Regions from separate parts of the Mus musculus genome. Here region 1 is linked to region 2. A link is a contact called in public Hi-C data. All regions are on one chromosome and are shown on one strand. The core of a region is the stretch at or near the end of the contact, and the rest is flanking DNA. Distances in the headings are between cores, read along the strand shown.

The links. Hi-C and Micro-C count contacts between places; a contact is called where the count stands out from the background.
Region 1: a contact with region 2 is called in a Hi-C map of the G1E-ER4 cell line, with 2.7 times the contacts expected there. The contact joins two enhancer-like sites. A contact is called at or near these places in 2 of 15 datasets of contacts at CTCF or cohesin (hippocampal excitatory neurons and pro-B cells), 46 of 484 Hi-C or Micro-C datasets (the C2C12 cell line, CD4 T cells, CD8 T cells and 29 more), 6 of 115 datasets of contacts at active chromatin or transcription factors (the HPC-7 cell line, embryonic stem cells, heart atrium and 3 more) and 2 of 9 other capture datasets (adipose tissue and liver).

The regions. Positions count from the first base shown.
Region 1 is chr10:41,905,955-41,912,155 of GRCm38.p6, reverse strand. Sesn1 (sestrin 1) reads right to left here. Exons shown (of 10, transcript NM_001162908.1): 9 at 5,676-5,820; 10 at 3,720-4,884. The coding sequence ends at 4,798. It also overlaps a transcript of Armc2 not described here. Among named protein-coding and RNA genes, the nearest start is that of Gm33058, 50 kb to the left of the region's middle. Within about 2 kb of position 1,400, at least 38 of the 459 cell types and tissues checked have an H3K27ac peak or open chromatin away from gene starts, as enhancers often do. A contact at or near this core is called in the G1E-ER4 cell line, where this site is marked.
Region 2 is chr10:41,838,994-41,845,014 of GRCm38.p6, reverse strand. The region is part of intron 1 of Sesn1 (sestrin 1); the gene reads right to left. Among named protein-coding and RNA genes, the nearest start is that of Sesn1, 31 kb to the right of the region's middle. Within about 2 kb of position 4,749, at least 12 of the 459 cell types and tissues checked have an H3K27ac peak or open chromatin away from gene starts, as enhancers often do. A contact at or near this core is called in the G1E-ER4 cell line, where this site is marked.

The DNA of each region.
Region 1 (6,201 bases), core at 151-2,650, 70 kb before region 2:
TGTGTATGTGTGTACATGCGTGCAGGCTCATGCATCCATCGAATGTCACAGCGATACTGTAGAGGGAAGAGGACATCATTGAGTCAGTTCTCTTCCTTTCTCTAAGGATAGAACTCAGGTCTTTAGGCATGGCAGGCAGCAAGAGCCTTTACCACTGAGCTATCTTGACAGCCCTCTAATTTCAACTATTTGACTTTTCTTTCTAGTTAATGTGGCTAAAGGTTTATCAATTGTGTCAATCCTTTAAAAAAAAAAAAAAAACTTTGATAATCCTTAATGCTGTTTCGTTTCCCTGGTTTCTTGTGATAGGATTGACTCTCCTGTTTTTTCCTCCCCGTTCTCTTTTCCTCCCCTTCTCTTTCCTCCCTGTCCATCCATGCTCCCTCAGCAATGCTCCTTTTAATGTAGCTTCAGTCTCCACTCTTTGGAGTGGAGCCAGTACATTTAGGCACTGCATTTTAAATTTTCTTTTGAAAAAGAGATGCTTGCAAATCCCCTGATTTCTCTTGACCCATTAACGCTGTTGTCGAAGTTGTATATCCTTGTGGGTTCCCCGAGTTCCTTGTGTTGATGATTTCTAACTTCGTGTCACTGTCATCAGCATACAGGTCAGGGGCTGTCTGCCTGTCAGTCCTGGGGAATGGCCCGTGTGCACACGAAAGAGAGTGGCTTCTGCTGCGGCGGATGGAAGCTCTGTGTGTCAGGGCCTCCTGTGCTGGTCAAGCCTTTTCTTTCCTCTCTGACCTTTGGTTTGGTGTCTGCTCACTGTTGAAAGTGGGCACCGATGTCAGGCGCTGATACTGTACGAGTACATGTCTGTTTCTTGTGTTTTCTGTATTTTAGAGCTCTGATAGCTGGCTGTGTATGTTTGTAACCATCAAGTCTTTCTGCTGAATTGACCGGCTGGGTTACATAGTGATATAACCAGTCTCATTTTCATGCTTGTGACAATTTTTGACTAACATCTACTTTGCCTGATGGTAGTATAACCATCTCTGTACTCTGGCTTCCATTTGTGTGGGATATTAATATGTGCTCCTTTATATATATATAGTCCCTTAAATGCAGCGTATAGATGCTTTTACAAAGCTATCCAGTTGGCCTGTGGATCCACAGTTATGCCTGCACATCCATTTATAGTTGACACACTTATGGACGGGAAAGGACTTGCTGCTCTTAACTAGCTTCTCCTTCTCTTGTTGCCCTTTAGCCCTCATTTTCTCTCGGCCTTCTTTGGGTTTCACTTTTTATTTCTGTTTTTGTGACATGCTTTTATTATCTGTTCATTCCCTTCTGTATTTATTCTAGCCATGTTTTCTTTGTGGTTACCATGGGAAGCGTAGAAAGCACTGTAATCGTGTAACAGTCTATTTTTAACTGGTAACAACTTTAACATACAAAAACTATGCCTTTATAGCCGCACTTATACCTCTATTTACATACTATTTACATACTGCATAGCCATTTACATAGCCATTTATATTCATGCCTGTCATTTTTGAACTCTATCAGAACTAATAGTGAGTATAAGTCCCAGAATTATACAAGCGACTCTGTCATAAACTTGTTCATGTTTACCTTTGCTGAACTTTGATTTCATGCAGCCCCACACTGGAGAGACCACTGCCTATACTATCCTTTTGCCTTCCAGATGAAGTTTCCTTTGTAGGGCAGGTCTAATGGTAATAAATCCCCATAGCTTTGGCTTATGTGGAAAAGTCATAACTCCCTTCACCTTTGGGAGCCCCTGACAGTTGCCTTCCTGATTAGCAGGTGATTTCTTTTGGTACTCCTAATGTACCATCTCTGTATGGTGTCCTGAACAGTTTCTGCTGGGAAGCTACAAGTCTTACACCCTTACAGGTTGAGTTTTCTTCCCTTGCTTGTAGGCTTCTGTCTTGAATGCTCAATACTTTGACTATACAACAGTGTCCGGGCTTCCTTACTGGCTCGGTGGCTTTATCGGATGTTCACTGAGCTTCTTTAATTACTGCATCTGTTTCCTTCTTCAGAATTTGAGTGTTTGTTAGCAAACGGGCATTTCCACTGGCCTGCTCTCAGGGACCTAGCAGCAGCTGCCACCACCGGGTATGCTGTGCCCAAAAGGGCCCCAGCCACCCCAGCTGCTTCTTCCCTTCACCTTCCCCCGACCCACCATCTCTCTTTCCTTCACCTTGTTTCTCTGTTTGTCTGCCTCTCTTTTCCTCATGTGCCCACTCCAAGACAGCCCTTGCTCTCGCTCAATAAACCTCTTGCACTAAGTCTGTAATTTATCAGAGACATCATCTGGCCCAGGCTTGACAAAGGTATCCCACCACTTGCCACCCTTTATCCGCCCAGTGTCTGGAGTGGAAGGACAAATGAGGGCTGTGAAATGGAGCACAGTGTAGAGTGACTGTCTAGTATGATTGAGGTCCTTGGTGCCACCAAGCCAAGCAAACAAGCATTTTTTGTCTCTGAATAGCTTCCCTGTCTCACATCTAAGACTTCTCACATGTGCGCTGGCCGCACGGTGTTGGAATACCCTTTCAGTCCTTCATTTTCCCTCGTTCTTTTGCTCCTGCCTGGCATGGAGTGGCCTGTTCTTCACATTCAGCAGTTTTCACATGTCTGATGAAGTGGGAATCTTTCACTGGTTTCCAGGTACTGTCTCATGTTTTCAGGTGTGTGCCCCAAGCTGGCCTCAGACTTGCTTAGGTATCCTAAGTCTGCATCAACCCCCACGTCTGGATTACAGGCAATGGCTACTAAGATTTTCATGAAATTTGTTTTTTTCCAGTTGCCTTGCAGTTTTCCTGCTGCTCCTCTGCGCCCTTTGCTGCCCCAGTATCTGCCTGCAGACGCCATACTTTGTGTTCTTCCAGTGCACTGGCTCTTACTGGTTTTCAGCAGCATCAGAATCATCTAAACAATGCCAGCAAGTACCACCAGTGTCCCGTCAAGGGAGACAAAAGCCAGTCTTGGCAGCAGAAGCTGGACTTTTTCCTTTCTGTCCTGAGCATGATCTGTGTGGTTTTCATTCATTCTGTGCTGTGCCGGGAAGGGGCTCTGCTGAGCCCTGTGTGCCTAATTAGGCTTCTCACAAAACACTTCTCTCTGCATTGCTGTTAACTTAGTGTCTTGCCGGGGGTTGTAGTGCATGTCTGGTGTCAGTGTGCAAGGGGCAGGCACCATGCACCGCTGCACCGCTAACGCATAGGAGCATCTGAGGATACTGTTTGTTTCCCACAAGGGGTCTACTGTGTCTACTGTGATTTGAGGGTGTCCTCCAGAAAGAAGTTCTAGAGCTGGGCTGTGGGACAGAGGACGTGCTTGGTCCTGGGAACAGCACTCAGTTATCGGCGACTACTTTTCACAGAGGAATGGGTTCATGATCACAAGAGCCTGGCTCTTGCTTGGTCCTGAGCGGGAGCAGCTTGTGGCTCTGACCAGACATGGCTTAGTCTCCCCAGCCCCCAGCATCATGAGCCAAGGTAACCCCTTTTCCCCTCGACAGGATATCTGGATCCAAGTACTGAGCTGTGGTGATGCACAACGGACTCTCACAGCCTTGAAGAAGGTGCCACCTGGTTTCCTACCCTGCTGCACTGCTTTTTAAACCAGCAGGTTTCAGAGTAGCTCTGCTGTTTATCATCTGCCACTCCTCTGACCCCAGTGTGGTTCAGAACTGAAACTCAGATTTGGCTACTAACTGTGAAGCTAAAGTATAACATGAAATTAATAAAGCAAACTGTGGAAATTACTCTTTATTGAAAAATACCAGTAATACTGACAGACTTCAAAATCAATTTACGGTTCCAGAATACAAAGTACTTAATACATTTTTTTCCAAACCTGTTTGTATCTCAAAGTTAGCATTTTTGTAAATCAAGATACAAATATGATAACTTCACTAAAATATTTTCCAGCTTTATTCTTTAAGGAGCTGTATAACCTTCAAAGTCAGGGTCCCGAGGTCAGCAGGGCATGGGGCAGAATGCACCTGGCACTCCCTGTGCAGCAGACTGCAACCACATTTTCCACATTGTTGGCACCGGAACCAAAAATCCCGCACAAGACAGCTGTCCTCCAGGCTCAGAGAATATTGGGAAACGCACATCAAAAGATAGCCTGTTTTCCTTATAATTAACACACTATCATTTTAAGATTGCTCTTTGGAGGAAATCTTTTAAGAATGTCATTGCAATATCATCCAATAACTGAATTTTAAAAACTATAATGAAAGAAATGAACTGTTACCGCCAACACGGTCTTGACTGAGCTGTGAGTAAAAATTCTATGCTTTTTTAGATGCAAGAAAATAATGCGCATGAGTTCAATTCAAAAGCACACAAGGTGTGGCGTGGGCTCAGGTGGTAGCAGCACTCAGCCAAATAGCCATGTGCTCATCCCCGCACAGCAGCACCGAGCGCCACTCAATTCCGCATGTGTGAACTTAGTAGCCACGTCCCAGTCTTTACGCACTCTGTCTTGTCACCTTGTCACATCAGAGCAATGGGATCTGGAGATTTACTAGTTGCTGTATTGAAACAAGTTCACAGCATCTCGTGCTGTCTGTCAAAAAGCAAACACTGTGGCCGGCAGCCTTTCTTCCCAGCTCTAACACCAAAGCTGCCGAGTGCTCACTGCTAGACAGGCAGTGAGATCCCACAGTAAAATAGCAGACACTAAAGGAATTGTGGCACATGGATTTTTGAATGCTTTTTATCTACTGTTGGTCCTGGGGCTCTTGGTTCCATCCCCTTGTACACTAAATGTGCTGTTCATTCCAGGGTCATCTTTAATGGAGGAGAGGCATCAGGTCATATACCGGGTAATGGCTCTCAGAGCATACAGGAGTTCTGCTTGCATCCTAGCTTCTATAAGAAGCAGATTAACATGGACCTGAGTATAAAATACAACAACACATAAGGACAGGTTAGAAACATCACTGTTTTCTGTGCATTCAATTAAAAACAAAGTCCCAAATGAGTGCAGTTACTTGTCCCTTAATGAGTTGATGGTTTCGGATTCTCCTTGGGTAACCCAGTCCCCGGGTGTCACACTAGTGCGCGTTAGTGTAGTCTAAGCCCTCAGAGCACAACATAAAGCAGATGGGTGGCTGCTCCAGGGTCTGGAATAGTGACAGATACTGTACTTGTTACTCAGCACAGATACAATCATTGTAAACATTCGTGATCCTCACTCGGCTCAGTCTATGGATGCAGAAACATGACTCTGAAAGGCTGACTGCATAGTCTATGTGCTACCAAAGAGCGTACATCTTTACTTGTTAGCACAATATCAGATTTCTTTTGGGATAAATGTCTTATTCTTCTTACATTTGACCACATGTCTTCCTGGATATTTGTCACAGTTCTAAAATCTAGGTACTGCTTTGTTAGGCTTCTAGGATTCCCTGCCAAACCATCAATTTCTAGAAAGATGCTTCCACCCATCCCTGCCTATGCAGTTTTTAAAAGTTCTTCCAAAATGGTAGTCTTGGGTGGAGACAGCTATGCCAGTATCTCTGAGGACAGACCAGCCCGGTCGTCTATCCTCGCTCTCCTCTCTCAAGGGTACCCGAGACAGCTGCTGTGGGACGGCATTTTTCAGGTCGTTGAGATCCTGAGTGGGTTTGAGGGAAGGAGACTAACAAGCCTGCGGATGACAATGGGCAGCCCACAAGCACGCACCTTCTCAGAGTGCTTGAACTGCCTCCAGAAGCTGTCATACATCCTTTTGGTAACCTTTTCAGGAGTGCACACGACGGTTTTGATGTAAACTTTAAAGCTACGATCCAGCAGCTGGTTAATTTCCCCATAGTCATAGTCGTCGTATCTGTTGAGAGACGCAGGGATGAGCTGCTGTCAATGCACAGCACACACATCTGTAAACGCACGCTTTCCTCCTCCTCCCACACAGTGAGAAATGATACAGCTTTATGATGCTAAGATGGGCTGAGATGAAAAAGCATAGAGGAGAGAACTTGGGAAGAAGAGAGAGAGTTTTCAAGTGCCTGAGCGGACTGTTCCCACAGGACTGGGTATTACAGAACTGCATATTCACAATCACAAACACAGAACCATGCTGAAACCTACTCTGAAAAGAGCACAGAGTGCTGAAATTAAGGATTTATATTTATTACTGGTACTATTATATACCATACAGTGGAAATTTACTTGTGTAAAACGAGTTTCTGGGGTCGGATGAGGAAAAGAT
Region 2 (6,021 bases), core at 3,500-5,999:
TAGCCACATAGGCACCTATGCCAGTTTTTGATCCATCAGTATATACCACAATCCCATTTTTAAGTGGGTTTCTTACTGTTATTTGTGGAAACACAACAGATTGATTTTGGGCAAACTGTAAGATTGGATGTTTTGGATAATGGTTATCTATTTTTCCTGAAAAGGAGGTAACTAAAACTGCCCAATCATTAGATGTGGCTGCCAAGGTTTGAACCTGTGCAGCGGTATAAGGTACAATTAAAAGATATGGACTTTGCCCAAAGTGGGTGATTGCTGCTTTTAGGCCTTTAAGGGCAAGCTGTGCAATTGCATCAGGATACCAATCTATTATTTTAGCTGGGGATACGTTTGGATGGATCCACAACAATGGCCCATTCTGCCACAAAACTGCAGTTGGCAATTGTGCTGTCTTAAAGACACACAAACTGAAAGGTTGCGAATCCTCAATACGTTGTAATTGTGCATTCTGTAAGGCCTTTTCCACTTTTTGTAAGGCCTGGTTAGCAGCTAGAGTAAGAGTCCTAGGGGAGGAGATATGAGGATCTCCTTCTAAAATACTAAACAAAGGCCTTAACTCAGCGGAAGGAATCTTTAAAAAAGGTCTGAGCCAATTAATATCTCCCAACAGCTTTTGAAAATCATTTAAGGTATGGAGGTGATCTCTTCTTATCTCTACCTTTTGGGGCACAATCTTATCTGGGGACACCACAGAGCCCAAGAATTGTCCTGTATCAGAAATTTGGACCTTTTCTGTGGCTATCTGTAAACCCCACTGACTTAAAGTTTTAAGTAGAAGAGGATATGCCTTTTGTAGCATGGTAAGGTCTTTATGGCACAGGAGGATGTCATCCATGTAAAGGAGCAAAATTAAAGAGGGGAATTGTTCCCTCACTGGCAAAAGAGCTTCTTGTACATAAAGTTGACACATAGTAGGACTATTGGACATTCCCTGTGGTAAGACCTTCCATTGATACCTCTTATCAGGTTCCATGTGATTAATAGAGGGGATGGTAAAGGCAAATCTGGGCCTATCCCTTGGACACAAAGGTATAGAAAAGAAACAATCTTTAATATCTATAATAATTAAATTCCAGCCACGTGGTAAGGCGGAAAGTACAGGGAGACCCCTCTGTACTGGGCCAAATAAGTTCATTTGCTCATTAATGGCTCTGAGGTCATGGAGCAGTCTCCACTTTCCTGACTTTTTCTTAATTACAAAAATTGGAGTATTCCAAGGTGAGGTAGAGGGTTCAATATGGCCTAATTTTAATTGTTCCTCTACCAGTTGAATCACAGCTTCTAGTTTTTCAGAGGATAGGTGCCATTGAGGAACCCACACTGGGTCCCCTGTTTTCCATGGTATGGGTCGTGCTGCCCCAATGGCCACTAAGGAAAAACCCAGACCCTGTCTGTCTTGGTTTCCATTAGGTGAGATGGGCTCTATCCTTCCCTGTTCTTGATGTCCTAACCCTTTTCCTTCTTTATAACCCATCTTTGCCATGATATTTTTTGCTTTAGTTGAATACCCTCCCGATGGGGCATTTTCATTGGACAAAATAAGGCCCAAATGCTGCATAATATCCCTTCCCCAGAGGTTAACCGGGAGTGGGAGCACATAAGGTATGAATTTCCCTTGCTGTCCTTCAGAGGATTCCCACGTCAAGGCAATGGAGCTTATAGTGGGACATGATTGATATCCTAGGCCCTGTAATGAATGAGATGACTCTGTGGTGGGCCATGCTTTGGGCCACCAATGTGTAGAAATTATACTTTTATCTGCTCCGGTATCAAGGATGCCTTCAAACTCTTTTCCGTTGATCTTAAGGCGGAGCTTAGGTCTATCATTTAAAGATACAACCAAATAGGCAGAATCATTTCCTGAGGAGCCCATTTTCTTTATCTCAGGTCCTGCAAATTTCTCCCTGGTATTATCAGGGAGGAGCAGCAGCTGAGCTATCCTATCTCCTTTACTAATAGAAAAAACGCCCTTAGGGCTTGAGCACAGGACCTGTATTTCAGGGGAATGTTGACAATCCATAACTCCAGGGTGGACTACTAAGCCCTGCAAGGTGAGTGAACCCCGGCCGAGAATAAGGCCCATGGTTCCCGGGGGCAAGGATGGTATAGGCTCCACTGGCACCGGCTGAATACTCATTTGAGGCATTAATAGGAAGTCGGAGGCGGCACGCAGGTCCACCCTTGTGGGTCTTCCTGGGTCGCCTCTCTGACTGCTTCCTGGGTCCTGACAAACCGGTTCCCATATCTTTGAGGGCCCTGGGACCGAGGGCCCGATGACCCGTTTTTTGGCACATCAGTTGATTGACTATCAGGTGGGGGAAGGACTCTGCCCTTTATATCCCTCACAGAGCGACACTGGTCAGCTCTATGATAACCCTTGCCACACTTAGAGCAAAGAGTGAGAGTCCCTCCCTGTTTATCTGGAGCTCTGCAATCTTTCTTAAAATGCCCAGGCTTTCCGCAATTAAAACATGTCCTCTGATTATTTCTGCCCATGGAGCGGTTTTGGGATTGAAGGATGGCAGCCGCTAAACCTGCATTGCTGAGAGGTCCCCCAAGCTCTCGACAGACCCTGAGCCAGTCTTGTAAGCCTTTGTTCTTTCTTGGGGCTATGGCCGCTCGGCACTCCTTTGTGGCTTGCTCATAGATTAGCTGTTCTATCAGAGGCGCAGCTTGCTCTGACTCTCCAAAAATACGCTCTGCTGCCTCTGTCATTCTGGCCACAAAATCTGAGAAGGATTCCTGAGGTCCCTGGATTATCTTTGTTAACTGCCCAGTGGTTTCACCTGCTCGAGAGAGCGCCTTCCAGGCCCTAATAGCCGTGGAAGAAATCTGGGCATAAGCTCCCCAATGGTAGTTTGTCTGATCAGCAGAATAAGCTCCCTGACCCGTTAACAAGTCAAAAGTCCAATCTCTCTGCTCTGGAGTCAAAGCAGCTGCGTTTGCTCGGGCCTGCGCTTGTGCAGCTTCATGCCAAAGAGCTCTCCATTCCATATATTTGCCCATACTAGGGAGAGCGGCTTTTACAACCGTTTGCCAGTCAGCAGGAGTTAGTGCCATGCCGGCGAGCCTGTCTAACTGCACCAAGGTAAAATTAGCATTGGTTCCGTATTTACGGACCGACTCGGCAATTTCTTTAATTTGTAAGTATTCTACCGGAGCGTGGACACGCCCACCCTCGGCTCCTTCAAAGACCGGAAATGCCTGTTGTATTTTCCTTTGTTCCTCTCTGGGAATGAATGAGTCTGCGCACTGCCTCTCTGCGCACTGCCTCTCTGCGCATCTCTCTGCGCATTGCTGACGCACTACGCAGGGCGGGGGCTCCGCATAGGGCGGACCTTGAAACCGACTGCCCTGAGGCCAATCAGCAAACTGGCCTTCGCCAGCCGCTTTTGGCTTCCTTAACTGATTAGCTAGCACTTTACCTGGCTGGTACCCTTTTTTCTCATAATGAGCTGCTTCTTCCTCCCAGTCTGTTTCCTCAGAGGAGAATTCTTCATCTGCTTCAGAGCTACTAAGAGCTGGCTCCCCGAGCCCATCCAGCGATGAGCACAGGCTCCTTTTCCTAGAGACCTCCGCTAATTGATCTTTCTTCTTTTCCCTTTTTCCTCTTTTTCTTCTAATCTCTCTCCAGGTATTCCTACCTAACCTTAACTTTTCCTCGGGTTCAAGACCCTTGGAAAGGCCTGTATACTTATTTTGTGTACCATATTTTCTCTTTGCTCCTACTCTCTCTCCCCGCTTTACTTCTGATAGCTTGTCCTGAATTTCATCTAGAATCCGCCCTGCCTTAACCACTTGATAACATGTGAAAAGGAACAAAAGGGCTTCTAACACTAGAAAAAATTCAAGGCCAAATATACCTTGCAAAGCCATTTTCCACTTTACTTCTGATAGACTGTCTTGAATTTCCTTAGAAAGTTCAAGATCAGACTTACCTCGTAAAGCTGTACTCACTGGTACTCTCGTTCCCCAGCTGAAAAGTTCTGAATTCATACAGTTGAATCCTTCTTAACAGTCTGCTTTACGGGAACCTTTATTACCGCGACCCGCAGTTCTGGTTCTGGAATGAGGGATCTTCCTTGCGCCAGTCCCGAGTTTTTTCTCGTCCCGGAATTCGGCACCAATTGTTATTAAACGCGTTCTCACGCCCGGCCAGGAAGAACACCACAGACCAGAATCTTCTGCGGCAAAACTTTATTGCTTACATCTTCAGGAGCAAGAGTGTAAGAAGCAAGAGAGAGAGAAAACGAAACCCCGTCCCTATTAAGGAGAATTTTCCTTCGCCTAGGACGTGTCACTCCCTGATTGGCTGCAGCCCATCGGCCGAGTTGACGTCACGAGGAAGGCAGAGCACATGGAGTGAAGAACCACCCTCGGCACATGCGCAGATTATTTGTTTACCACTTAGAACACAGCTGTCAGCGCCATCTTGTAACGGCGAATGTGGGCGCGGCTCCCAACAGACAATAACTTAACATTCTAGTCAATCTGAGGAACCTCTTATAGTTAAAAACTAAGTGTAAGAAAATTTAATTCTAACCTTGAGGCATTAAAAAAAAAAAAGTAGAATCTTTGAGGCCAGCTGGAATAAACTGGATGCTAATAAGAGTGCTTAATCACAGTCAAACAGGCAAAAAGAAAAAGAAAAAGGCTGTTTTATAGAAATATGATCGCTGCCAGCCCAATAATCACTGGTTTGCTTTTAATATTTATCCAGAGACATCTGTTCAGAACTAATGCAATATGGGTTGCTAAATATGGAACCGTTCTTTGGTTCTAAAATACAGTCTTTTCTACAATGGCCACACAAAATATTAAAAAAGGAAGGAAAAGGACCCAGAAAAGCAGATACAATCTTAACGCCAGTCTCCATCAGAGAAACCCACATGCCTTTCCTTTTACCTTAAAATGCTGTCAGTTTCATGTTTATTTTTATTGTGTGTGGAATGAAGATGAATTCAGATCTCATATTTTATGTATGTGTGTATGTGTATGGAGTGTATGTGCATACATCTGTGCAGGCCAGAGGTCAACCACAGGTTTCATCCTCAAGACGCCACCCAGCTGGTGACCAAGCCTTCACATGACACGTGTGCTGGGACACCAGACTACATCTGCTCTACAATGAACTAAAACCCAATCAGGAGGGCACACCTGTCTTAACCAGATCATCTGAGGTGGAAAGAGCCACCTTTAACTTGGGCCACTCCTGGTATAAAATGACTCCCAGGGAAGCTTGCTCACACTCACTGGCAAGTCCATCCTTCACTGGTATTACAGCCAGCTTCTTTAGGATTCCAGCATACATTCAAAAGCATGTCTAACATCCAGACTCGTGGACAGAGCAACTGCTGGAGTGTTGGACCTTCTACTTGTAGAGTCATTGCTGTACTAGCTGGACCATAACCTGTCAGCCACCTTAATAAATTCTCCCCCACCCCTCTCTCATTCATATTCATATTCATATTCTCTCTCTCTCTCTCTCTCTCTCTCTCTCTCTCTCTCTCTCTCTGTTTTGTGTGTGTGTGTATTCTATCAGTTCTGCTTTCCAAGAGGATCCCAATACAGCCTGGAGCTTACCGATTAGGCTAACTTTTTAGACAGTGAGGAGCCCTAGGGATCCCCCTTCTCTGTGCACACCACAATGCCCAGCCCTTTAATGGGCTCTATCTCCGGCTCTTGCATTTGGGAGGCAAGCACTTTACTGACTAAACCATCTCCCCAGCCCTGGTTCCATTCTCCCCTCTGCTGCCCCTACAAGCCTCATAAGGTTTTTCTGCCATGTGTACATTTCTTCCGCTCACAGGACTGCAGGCTTAGACCATAACAATGAAGCTCAACTCCGCCTTCAGAGGCAGAACAGCACAGTAAACTACAGCGGGGACTTCCCTTCAGCCTCTCCACTGCACTCTGACCTAATCTGGTCTACCAGTCACCCCTAAGTTCTCAGCCTGAAAGCACCGAAGGGAGCCCCAGTGAATGGGAATCTGTGTTTCTGCA